Linked DNA regions of Danio rerio: region 1 is linked to region 2. A link is a contact called in public Hi-C data. All regions are on one chromosome and are shown on one strand. The core of a region is the stretch at or near the end of the contact, and the rest is flanking DNA. Distances in the headings are between cores, read along the strand shown. Region 1 overlaps si:dkey-288a3.2. Region 2 holds the start of bcl11ba (BCL11 transcription factor B a).

Region 1 (6,430 bases), core at 1,286-3,785, 740 kb after region 2:
TGGGATATATAAAAAAAATAATAAAATAAATAAATAAATAAATAAAAAGGGGGATAATAATTCTGACTTCAACTATATATGCACCTTATTCCTTATTCTACGGGCAGGCACAGCCATTTGAATCTTTTTGGCTTAAGACTTCCGGTCTCATTGACTTCAGTTTATTTTCATATTATATTATATTATTATGCTTTGTATAGTCATGCAAACACTTGTTTGTAGAGCAAGTTTGACCGTTTTCTGCTTTTTATTATTCCTAGTCTTTTCTCCCTTAAGCAACAATTTTTTTTTTTACTGAGCTAATAAATGAAAATAAATATGTCAAGGTGCAAACATTTTGACTTTAAAAATTCTGGAAAATCTAATTCTTATTGGTTGTTGTATTTTTCCTCTCTTGTTTCTCAGAATTAGTATTTATTTTTAGCTTTTGGTTCACATAACAGCACCTACTGATGAGGTGGGGATGAAGATAATAAAGGACCCATCTGATTGGTCAGATTTGGATAAACAACTTATGCATGTAGCACACAAACATAAAACTTTTTCAATATAATCCTCCTTCCTGCGATATGGATATTACATATACTATTATCGCGATGACAATCATTTCTCGATATGTAGCGCAGCTCTAGTTTATTGTAAAAAGAATTCTACACACAAAGGGCACTTGGCTTTTTTTATTTTTGTGTCTACTCTCAGACAATCCCCTTCTCACGTGTAGCGACAACAGTTGAAACCAACCATCACCCAAACTGCCTCTTTCCAAGCGGGCGGATCGATGTCTGGCTCTCTTAGGCTGAACAAACACAAGAGTTTAGCGGGGAGGGAAGCCATCAGGTCAGATCTGCACGGCGAATAATCTCTCCTCAGCCACACGCAAGAACAAAGCCTATCTGGAGCTCATCGCCACTGTGATGATATTTAAATGTAAAGCTGAGGAGATCAATTAAATTAGCCGTGGCTTCAGCCAGCAGCTCTCCAGTCTGCCCCTGAGGTCACAGCGGTGTACTTTTCAGCTCTCGCTTCTGGTAATCGCTTCAAATCAAGCCTCTCTTAAGCACCGCGGCCCACCTTAATTACACGTATGAGGTGGAGATTTCACACCTCTGGTAAAGAGAAGATAAAGTCAAATTGATAATAAACGCCTGAAAGATACATTTTTGAATCAGCCGGGAGAGCAGAGCTGACTGCCGTCCTCGGTGGAGATATATATTCATACCATTCACTGCGCGAGTGTGTGTGTGTGTGTGTGTGTTGATGACGGAGTTGCTCAGCTTTAGTGCTCTAACTTTATTTTGACACATTCGACTGATACTCTTCCAATATGAGCGCGCTTATAATTATCAGATTGCGCATTCATTGTACTTCTCGTGAGTAATATGAGGTAATTAACGAAAATATGCTGTTAAGCTAAATTGAACATTTTAATATATGTTTATTTGTAGTTTTGCACAAATGTAAAACAAAAAACTTGATAATTTTAAGCCACCAGACTTAGTCGGAATGAATTTATGGATCAAAATATTTATGATTTCTGTTGTGTGAGTAGGTTTGTGGCAGCGTATCAGGATTTATGGATGCAAATGTGTTAGTTTAGTGGGAGAATGAAGTACTAGATCTGATTTATAGATTTTTGGTAGAAGATATTAATTAGCAAAATATTTGCATGCTTTTTTGGAGCATTATTAATATCATTATTATTATTTTTTACTTAGATTTAATTTGATTTTACAAACTAATTAAAATAATCAAATAGGAAATATTTAAATAATTAATTAATATCTCAAACTTGACTTACAATATAAAATATAACAGATATAAGTCTATCAAAAGTCTATTTCAAGTCTAATTTAAATTATTATATTTAGGAAATTAACATTTAAAACATATAAAAATAAACATATGAAAACTTAGATTAATATAAAAAATTATTATTATTATTATTATTATTATCATCATCATTATTATTATCATCATCATCATCATTATTATTATTATAATATTATTGTATTATTATTATTATTATTATCATCATCATCATTATTATTATCATCATCATCATCATTATTATATTAATATTATTGTATTATTATTATTATTATTATTATCATCATCATTATTATTATCATCATCATCATCATTATTATATTAATATTATTATTATTATTATTATTATTGTTATTATTATTATTATTATCATCATTGTCATTGTTATTGTTATTAATATTATTATTATCATCATTATCATCATCATTATTATTAATAATAATATTATTATTATTATCATCATTATTGTTATTATTATTATCATTATCATCATTATTATTATTATTATTATTATTATTAATATTATTATTATTATAAACAATATTATTATTATGTTCCGTAAACGATGCCCTATCCTTCAAATATCTATCTGAGACCTTTTTTTTTCTCCTCGTACTCTCTTACCCAACAGTAAACATCCATCCTCTTCCAGGCTGAAGTTTACAGATCCATTTAGTGTACAACAGTGACATCTACCTTCAGAGATGAGAAACAGCTTAACATAACACAGGACAATAGAGAGCACACTTTTCATGCAGGTCATAGAGTGTGTATGTGTGTCTGTGTGTGTGTGTGAGAAAGGGAGAAAGAGAGAGATAGAGCGAGCGAGTGAGCGAGAGAGAATATGTTGGTAATTATAGCTATTTATGTTAAGAGAAAAGACCTAGTCAGATGGCGAAGTGCATTCATTAACATTTACTTAGCGGTGAAGTCATTATCCTCTTTCCCACTAACAGAGAAGGTAAGAGAAAAAAAAAGAAAAATATTAATGTGCCGACACAATGACAAATATGAAATCCAGGACGCACTTAAATAGGATGTAAGGTAAGTGTAAAAATGCAGTTTGACTGTTGGAGGGAGAAATAAATGCGCTTGCTGCGGCGTTCGTGACTAATTCTCATTGTCATCGTGGTAAACAAAGAAATGATGCAAGCAAGTCTGATTGTTTCCAAGATTCTTTCTGTTGCAAAGTATCGGTTGATTGTGTTGTCTGAAAGAATTATTTATTATCAAAAATTAAGCTATATTTAAGAGCTCTGTTTGCTTTACTAATGCATTACTTTTCCATTTTGAAAATATATGCAAATATGAAAAAAAATGCATTTAAAATGTAAAATAGTATCTTTGAATAATAAAAAAAAGACTTCAATTGTATTGCAGGAATTAAAAATAATATACAATACAAGCAGTTTTTTTTTACTGGCATCTCAAATGCTGAGTAATTTACATATATTAGCATATAAAGTAATTGGCACAGATGCCAAGAAAACACTGGAAAACAGATTAATTGTCATCCACCAGCCACAGTGACATTGTTAAAAATGAGATGCTTTTAAGAAGCCAATTATCAGAGAGTTTCCAAAGTAACCCTTTTTTCATCACTGAATATCAACTTAAAGCCAGCTTCATCCAAATATGCAATGATTACGTATCCAATCCCAAAAGTCCCTTCACATGCATGCACACAAACACTTTCATACTGCATATATATCATTATTTATTATGTCAAATATAGTTTTAAGATAAGTTTTTAATAAGCTTAGAGGGTGTTATATAAGATATATCCATCTTTATACTGCAGGTAAGTTACAAAATAAATACATTTGCATGATTTATTATAAAATATAAACACATTTGAATATTTTTTTCTTTAAGTTATGCTTAATTATTTGTTAAATTATATTTGTTTATTAAATTAAAGCCAGCTTCATACTAATATGCAATGATTACATATCCAATGCCAAAAGTTCCTTCATATGCATGCACACAAACACTTTCAAACTGCATATAAATATCATTATTTAATAATTAGGGTCTCCGCAGGGTCTTAAAAGGGATTAAAAGTTGATCAATCAATTTAGAGGAATTTAAGGCCTTTAAAAAGTATTAAAGAAATCTTGAATGCTCTTTTTACAAGTTACTAAATTTTGTATCATTTTTGATTCTACAATGTATAGCTGTATGCTAAGGTTTGCCTGAATTTTATCTGAATATCGGGCTGTTGTGTATTTTATGAAATCAATAAAATCCTACAGTTCTACTGGCACCATTTAGCATTTTTATTTAGTTAGTTTTTATTTAGTTAGGGTTGAATAATGTCTTAGTATAGAATTAGTTTCTTACAATCAGTATTTAGTAAATATACTTTACATTAAAATGTTGTCAATGTTATTGGGTGAAACCTAAAGTGGCGATTAGGTTTTAATATGTATGGAAAGATTTTTTAAAAAGGACTTGAAAGTTACTGAATTTCCCTCCCTGATTCCCGTATATACCCTGAATATGTCAAATGTAGTTTTGAGATAAGTTTTTATAAACTTCCAGGTGTTATATAAGATATATCCATCTTTATACGCTAGGTAAGTTACAAAATAAACAAACTTGCATGATTCATTATAAAATATAAACTTATTTGAATAATATTTGTTTACGTTATGCTTAATTATTTTACGTTACTTTTGTTTATTAAATTAAAGCAAGCTTCATACACATATGCAATGATTACATATCCAATGCCAAAAGTCCCTTCATATGCATGCACACAAACACTTTCAAACTATATATATATATATATATATATATATATATATATATATATATATATATATATATATATATTTAATGTCAAATATAGTTTTAAGATATGTTTTAAATAAACTTCCAGGGTGTTATATAAAATATATCCATCTTTATACTGTAGGTAAGTTACAAAATAAGCACATTCCATATAATCTTTCAATTTGCATGGTTTGTTATAAAATATAAGCTTATTTGAGTACTTTTTTTGGTTTACATTATGCTTAATTATTTGTTACATCATTTTTTAAAAATTAAATTAAAGCCAGGTTTATTTAAAAATATGCAATGATTACATATCCAATCCCTAAAGTCCCTTCACATGCATGCACACAAACACTTTCAAACTGCATATATATCATTATTTAATATGTCAAATATAGTTTTAAGATACGTGTTTAATAAGCTTAGAGGGTGTTCTATAAGATATATCCATCTTTATACTGTAGGTAAGTTACAAAATAAATACATCTGCATGATTCATTATAAAATATAAACACATTTGAATATTTTGGTTTACATTATGCTTAATTTTTTGTTATATTATTTTTGTTTGTCAAATTATAGCCAAATTCATACAAATATTCAATGATTACATATCCAATCCCAAAAGTCCCTTCATATGCATGCACACAAACACTTTCAAACTGCATGTATATATATAATTTTTTGTATTTAATATGTCAAATACAGTTTTAAGAAAAGGTTTTAATAAACTTTCAGGGTGTTATATATAGATATATTGATCTTTATACACTAGGTAAGTTGCACAATAAACATATTCCATATAATCTTTAATTCACATGATTCACTGATGATGTTTACCTTAGTTATACTTCATTTTTTGTTACATTATTTTTGTTTATCAAATTAAAGCCAGCTTCACACTATGCAATAAAACCCTATCCAGTCGCAAAGGTCTCATGCACACATACACTTTCAAACTGCATACATCTAACATGGTGAAATACAATGTTTCAACAGTTATGCATACTTCCATTGTGCTATGTAAGGTCATTTAGAATGCTTTTATGCTTTTTTTTTTTTTTTTACAATAAAGCAAAGCATTTAATGCAAACTAGAGGTTTACAGATTTTATTTATTGCAGCACATCATAAGAGAATGTGTTTCCGCCAGGGTTGAAGAATATTCATATGTTTAGGTCTCAAATGTGTCACCTGCCCTGTATGGAAGAGTTTTTGAGGCATATGGGCACAGTCTTTCTCTCTCTCACACACACACACAAACTCTCGCTGGTAATAGATTCTGCTATGGTTTGCTGGAGCTCTAGTTTTATCCCCTGTAATAATTGGATAGTGCCTCCATTTATAAGGCTGTCCAAGGGAATGCAGAGTGAACAAATGAGCTAGTTTAGTTGCCAAGACCACTGCTTGGGGAGAAGGGCTTAAATGACTCCCATTTTCACAGCCATTGTGCAATGGCTACCTTAAATAATATTGAGATTACACAAGGGAAGGGAAGACACGCTGAGGATCTATTGTGCAGATAAAAGGAAAATGGAAATTAAAAGGTTTTTGGGGGGAAATAGAAATGAATGATTGTATAGCTGGACAATGAAACAACAAATTGAAGATGTACTGATAGATATTGATATGTTAATTCATCTTTGATACAATTGATAGTTAATTCTTTATTTACATCTCTCTTAAATGTGTGTTGTAATCTTATATACATCCAATAGATTTATTTATTTATTTTTTATTTAATTCTGCCATAACATTTTTTATTTTTTGTTGTTATTTTCATTATAGAAGAGAAATACAAAATTTTAAATTTATTTTTAGAA
Region 2 (6,116 bases), core at 2,947-5,446:
AGCCATTTAGTGATTTGTTGTAAATAATTTTTGATTTCAAAGATACATGAATTTGAGTGGCACATGTATGAAAATACGTTAAACGAACCATTAATGAAAAGGTCAGATTAGTCATGAACATTTGAGAAAATACAGACAGTCTTGTTAACATTGAAAACAAATTTACGATCAACAGAAATATAGTGTATCAATTCATCATTTAATGTTGGTCATCATGATGAAAAAAAAGAAAAACAGGAAAGTAGCTTAAAGTGAATAAACTGCACTGTTCAAAATATTGTCACCTTAGGTTCTATCTGACATTTTTGTCAAAATTAAGTTATTGACATATTGTTATTAAATGACAACTTTTTTTACATTATGGGATGTTTTTTTTAATAAGTCATTTACATTTTAAGACTTTTTATTTAAAAAAAAAATTTTACACACATACTGTTTGCTTTGGAATGCGAAAACTTTGAAGCTCAAAATCTCAAAATCATTCAGACCGCAGATAGAGCCTTATAATTCCAAGGTGGCGATATGACAAGTCTATAATACAAAGCTGAAGAGACTTTAAACATAATTAATTTCATTTGTAATGAACGAAATTTGCTAGATGGTTCACTTAAAAAGTATTTTTTTATTTACATGTAGTTTTATATTTTCTTTCTTAAGTTAAATACAACAGATGAAGAGAAAACAGCATTTTCAGAAGAAAAAAAAAAACTAAATTTCAACAATACATTTTGCAATTCCAAATTAACTTAGTTGTTTCATTGTGGCTTTTTCTTTGTTTGTTTTTAAATATATAGTTATATAGTTTTATTATTGTTTTTGCAGACATAGAAGAACAAGAAACAGACAGACAAACCCATCATGAAACAATAATCTTTGCAAAATGTAAAATAAAGCATGAAGGGAAAATGGTGACAAACAAGACATATATGACCTACAAAAATTCACAGCAATGGATGTCAAAAGTATGAGAGAAAAAAACACTTACAAATCTTCAGAAATTAAACAAGTTTATGGTGTTTTAGGAAAAAAAACTAGATCCAAAATGTAATCAAAATTTGCAGAGTTCCCAGAAGTGGTATATCAAGTTCTTACCAAATGTTAAATGGAAGTGGGTCCAAGAAGCCAGTCAGAAAAAAAGAGGCCTAACATTTGTTTCTCCAGAAACAAAGGATAACTTTTTTAGCTATGATCACACCATCCTAAACAGTTAACCAAGCAAATCTGACCAGCCAAAAATCGCTATCATTGGGTCAGAGAGTAAAATACTATTGTTAACCTTAGCAAAGAACTGAAATATTTCTAACCAAAACCTCTGAATTTAAACACAGGACCAAATGTGGCTTTTTTTAAGCGTTTGAGCCCCATGCTTGTAAATCTTCGTGTCAGTAACTGGCCAATAGAGGGTACTGTTGCATTGCAAGTTCAGCACAGGAGCGATAGACTGCAAATAAATACATCTTGTCAAGTGTATTGGACACACTTATGACTGAAACAAAAGATATGAGCATTTAGGATCCTGCTTTTTACATTACATATAAATGACAAAAGCACTGAAATATAAAAGCATCACTGATTTAAAATCTGGTGCAAACTGCAATTTAAAGTTTGTGCTTTTAATATTAGATTTTTTAGCAAGATGGTCTGTGCTGCATTTTAGTCTGTTAGTCATTTGTTTTAAATTATTTATGATATCAAATTTAGGACTTGCATACACTCATTTTAGGAGATGCATACACTCATTTTTATGGCACATGTATAAAAATCAATAATTAATAAAGTTGCCAAATTAGCCATAATCATTTGAGGAAATGCAGGAAATGTTATTAGCATTACAAGAACATTTACAAACAGAAATCAAGTGTATTAATGCATCATTTTATCTTAATCATCATATCAGATGCTCTGACTCCACATTTGTCTCCACACATTTCCTGACAAGAACCAAATACACCATTCACACATTCTCTCTGGTAATGTATGGCTTACAAAGTTGGTGCACAGAGTTTCTTACTTGTGATCTGAGCCAAAGCTGTCATTACAGAGAAATGTATTGACATAATTCAATGCAAAGTACAGGACGTGTCCAATGAATTCATGCAATAAAACAGGATTCACAGCTGTGAGCAACACTGTCTTTCAGAGAACATTTCATGCTTTTTTATAGGAAGAATAATCCAGCACTAGCACATCCCGTATCAGCAACAACCTCCTCCAGTCTTGATTTCCTGGAAGAGGATGTTTCTAGCTTTAAACACTCTTGTAAATCGTGAAAATGTCTTCTGTTTTTGACAACACCTCAAATAAAAATCACTCTGGTTATTTCCTTGATATGTGTCAACTCTATCTATCTATCTATCTATCTATCTATCTATCTATCTATCTATCTATCTATCTATCTATCTATCTATCTATCTATCTATCTATCTATCTATCTATCTATCTATCTATCTATCTATCTATCTATCAATCTATCATTCTATCAATCTATCAATCTATCTATCAATCTATCTATCCTCAAAAAAATGATTCTGAAAGTTATTGTTATTTACAGAGTTCAGGGTGGAGATTTTATCAGAGACAGTGGCAGGATATATGGCATTGTTGGCGAGGCTGTGCCACCCAGCGTCACCTCCTATGATGGATCATGAGCAGATGGATCGACGCAGACACGCTCTCATCTGGGCGATTCGCCTGAAAACTACCTGCCTCTAAACTGGCACAAGTCGGACGCCTTTGGTAGTGCCTTGCCTCTATTATACATCAACTGTTGAAGGTAGATACAGTCTCCATGCGAATTAAAAATGGTAATAACTTGTCCTTTTCCTTTCAATCCCATACCATTAACGTACTTTTCCGCAGCATGTTTTCAAATGTATCTAATTGGTTTCAATTTACACTAAACATGTTCACGTATTACACGTAGCTATAATTAAATGCTATAGCAATAACAAAAAGAATGCCTAATTACACGCAGTTCTAGAAAATAATTACACATTTAGTGCATGTAGTTCATTAGTTTGCCTCGGTGTTAACACATTTATGAACACTAAAGTGTGACCTATAATTTTTTAATTGGAATGTCAATTTGAACAAACTAGCTGGTTATATACTGTGACATCGGTGAGAACGCCAGTTTAACCCTAAGACTTTCAAACAAGGGTGATTACAGGTAATTTCCTGCATTTAAAAATAGTTTGTTTCCCCAAAAGTGAATTGGTTTTAATTAGCAATAGTCACAGTGTGTCATTTGTCAACATGTCAGTCAATAGTATTTTTTAAATAAAGGTTTTAAATAGAAAAAAAACCTTTAGAACCTTCTAAATATCTTGTTTTAATAACCTACACCAATACCAAAACTGATTTAAAATTGACAACAAAAAACAAAAATGATTTTGAATTAGACATTAAAAATGTAGCTGAGCCTAAAAGAAAAACTGAAGAACTGTTGGCTTATATTTTCACTCGCGCTGAATCTCAAGTAAATCATCTTTCTGCTTTAAAGCTTCTAAATCACAATAAGAAACTATAAAAAAATAAATAAATTCTGAGCCAACTGATCCGCTTTCATATACGTGGAGTGTAAAACAGAAGCAAATAAACATGGCTTGCATTTTCACTCAGTAAACTCAAATCATGCAAGTATTTGCACAACACACCTCCCTGTTTTCGTTTCCTTTAGTATTCAGTCTTGCATTTCCACAAGCGCAACAGTCTAGTATTCATTGATCTCATTTTTCTTAAAAGACACTAATATGTTGACTCAAGTGATAAAAATGTACATTAGAAAGGATTAAGAAATGTAGACTGAACACATCACAATATTTTTCTCCCTTCTGATTTTCCTCCTTCCACAAATGTCGCTTTAATTTAATAATGTCATTTCTGTAGGACATAAAACACATAAAGAAGAAATGTGATGTGCGAGTATATCAGCGCTTGTCTTGTCTCGTGTAATTTATTGCTTATGAGGTAAACATCACACTTATGTCTCGCTGAAGTGTATTTCCGTGCATCCATCCGTGCTTTCAATCTGAGTTTACTGATTTTAATGTTTACAGTTAAAGACTGAAAGTCAACTTCAAAATCTTCTTATTCAGTTATTTATTTATTTATTTGCATGCATAAAATATCTCATGCACATTCATACGCATTTTTTTTTTTAAATAAAAGCCATGTGCAAGCTTTTCCCCCTTTAAATTCATTGCATCGTTGTAGCGCATTGTTTTATTTGTAAAGCAGATTCAGACAAGCAGTGCGCCGGTCTATCAGGTGCCGTGTGTTTGTGCGCGTGTATGTGTGTGTGTGTGTGTGCGTGTGTATGTATGTGTGTGTGTGTGTAATACAGCGGCTCGCGATGTCCACGCTCTCCACCACTGTTCTGGTGATCCGATAGTTGTGAAAAGCCACCACTAGTCGCCCCCAGTGCTCTTGCAGTCTCCAATTTTCTTTCCCACTGTAGACTTAACGTCACGTCCGCACTTGAACTTGAATTTTATCCCATTGTACGGAGGCAGCCCTCGCCACAGAGACACAGAGAGCTCCCGGAGAAGCAGGACTCCGCCATCTTCATACAGGCAGAAAAAGGAAGAAGAAAAAAAGCTTCATTCATTTGGAAAGGAGGTGGCAAGTCCATGTCCCTGGTCTCCAGTGCGCAAAGCCGAATAGGGGAGCAAGTGCAAAGAGTTGGAGAGAGTGCAAAGTAACCGGGCATCGCATGCACTTAGAGCCCAGGAGAGAAGAAGAAGAACTGTCCAGTGCTTGGCACGCTCAAGTGCCAACTCAAGGAGAAATTGGATTCATTTCATCCAATCTAATAAGTAATGACCGTTTTTCTTTTTTAGATTTAATTGGACTCAGAACGAAACAATTGACTCATCCACAAGGCACAGGACGAAGAGAGATATATAGAGAGAGACACTTTAGAGGGTCCAACCTTTCCAAACGCACCGGGCATTACACGCCAAGACATTTCCAGTGGTTTCTGCACAACTGTCAGTCGTCAAGGATATTTTCGCCCTCGGACAGATCGCGCTCGGCACACCGCTTAAGTGCATGTGTGTGTCGCTGAGGTACTGAGCGTCTGCGCGTCTCTGGTCATCTGGAGAGCCGGAGCGCAAAGACACTTTCGCTTCTCTCACATTCACGGGACCCCTATCTCTATCTCGGCTCGGAACTGTGGCAGTTCTTTGGAAGTCCCGGGAAAAGTTTGCTGCCGAGGGGGGAAAAAGCCCACGCCACGGACACGGAGGACCGAAGAGGCTAGCCGACTATTCCTTGTGCGGGTCTCTGGGCGATGCCAGTGTAAATGCCAGGGCAATGTCCCGTCGCAAGCAGGGAAACCCTCAGCATTTGTCGCAAAGAGAAATTATAACACGTAAGTCTGTCTTTATGTTTTACTTATTTGTGTATTAAGAGGACGTTTGACCATTTTTTGTGATGAGAGGAACGATCTGTACTAAAGAGTTTTATAGTGTTATTAATTAACGGCTTTTATTAAAATGCGTTAATTCATTTAAATGCAGGAAAATGAAACGCACCAAGTTAGCTAAATTAGTTAAATTATTTCTTAATGAATTTCTAATTCCTGCTTTAAGCAAAAAGTCGGATTTACAGGTTTAGTGTTGCTTAAAAGAATTAAAAAGTAAAAAAAAGAAGAACTACGCTAACTCTTTTTAATTTTTTATTTTTTATTTTAAACGTATCTTTTATTTAAGTCTCTATTTTTAGAGACTATTATTCCCAGTTATGTTGTTTGATTTTAATAGCAAATAGTTTGGATTAATCTAACAATTGTTAGCAGGCCATGAGGTTAGATTTGAAACTTTACATTGCATTTTTTATTTAAGTATTTGATAAGTTTTGTAATGTTAACTAAACAGTTTAATGAGGTGTGGGTTATCTTAATAAATAAGCATAATTTAATAAATTATGCTAATTTAGACTGAATGTAATATATTTTTACTTTCTCTGGTTTAATATAGATATATCAATTAGACAGTTTATTAAAATATGTTTGATCATTAAAATAATTTATTGCAATTTAAAATATACATTTAAAACATTTCCTTGTTGAAGTGATACATTGAACTTGTAGGCCTGTCTTTCCAAATCATGAT

What was found. Hi-C and Micro-C count contacts between places; a contact is called where the count stands out from the background.
Region 1: a Hi-C map of embryo shows a contact between it and region 2, with 4 times the contacts expected there. The contact joins the enhancer-like site here to the promoter of bcl11ba in region 2. A contact is called at or near these places in 7 of 18 Hi-C or Micro-C datasets (caudal fin, embryo, hematopoietic stem cells and 2 more) and 2 of 4 datasets of contacts at active chromatin or transcription factors (caudal fin and embryo).

The regions. Positions count from the first base shown.
Region 1 is chr17:20,129,751-20,136,180 of GRCz12tu, forward strand. All of the region lies in intron 10 of si:dkey-288a3.2, which reads left to right. Among named protein-coding and RNA genes, the nearest start is that of ak7b, 30 kb to the right of the region's middle. Within about 2 kb of position 2,536, at least 19 of the 62 cell types and tissues checked have an H3K27ac peak or open chromatin away from gene starts, as enhancers often do.
Region 2 is chr17:19,384,606-19,390,721 of GRCz12tu, forward strand. bcl11ba (BCL11 transcription factor B a) reads left to right here and starts at 4,197. Exons shown (of 5, transcript NM_001328407.1): 1 at 4,197-5,374. The coding sequence starts at 5,317.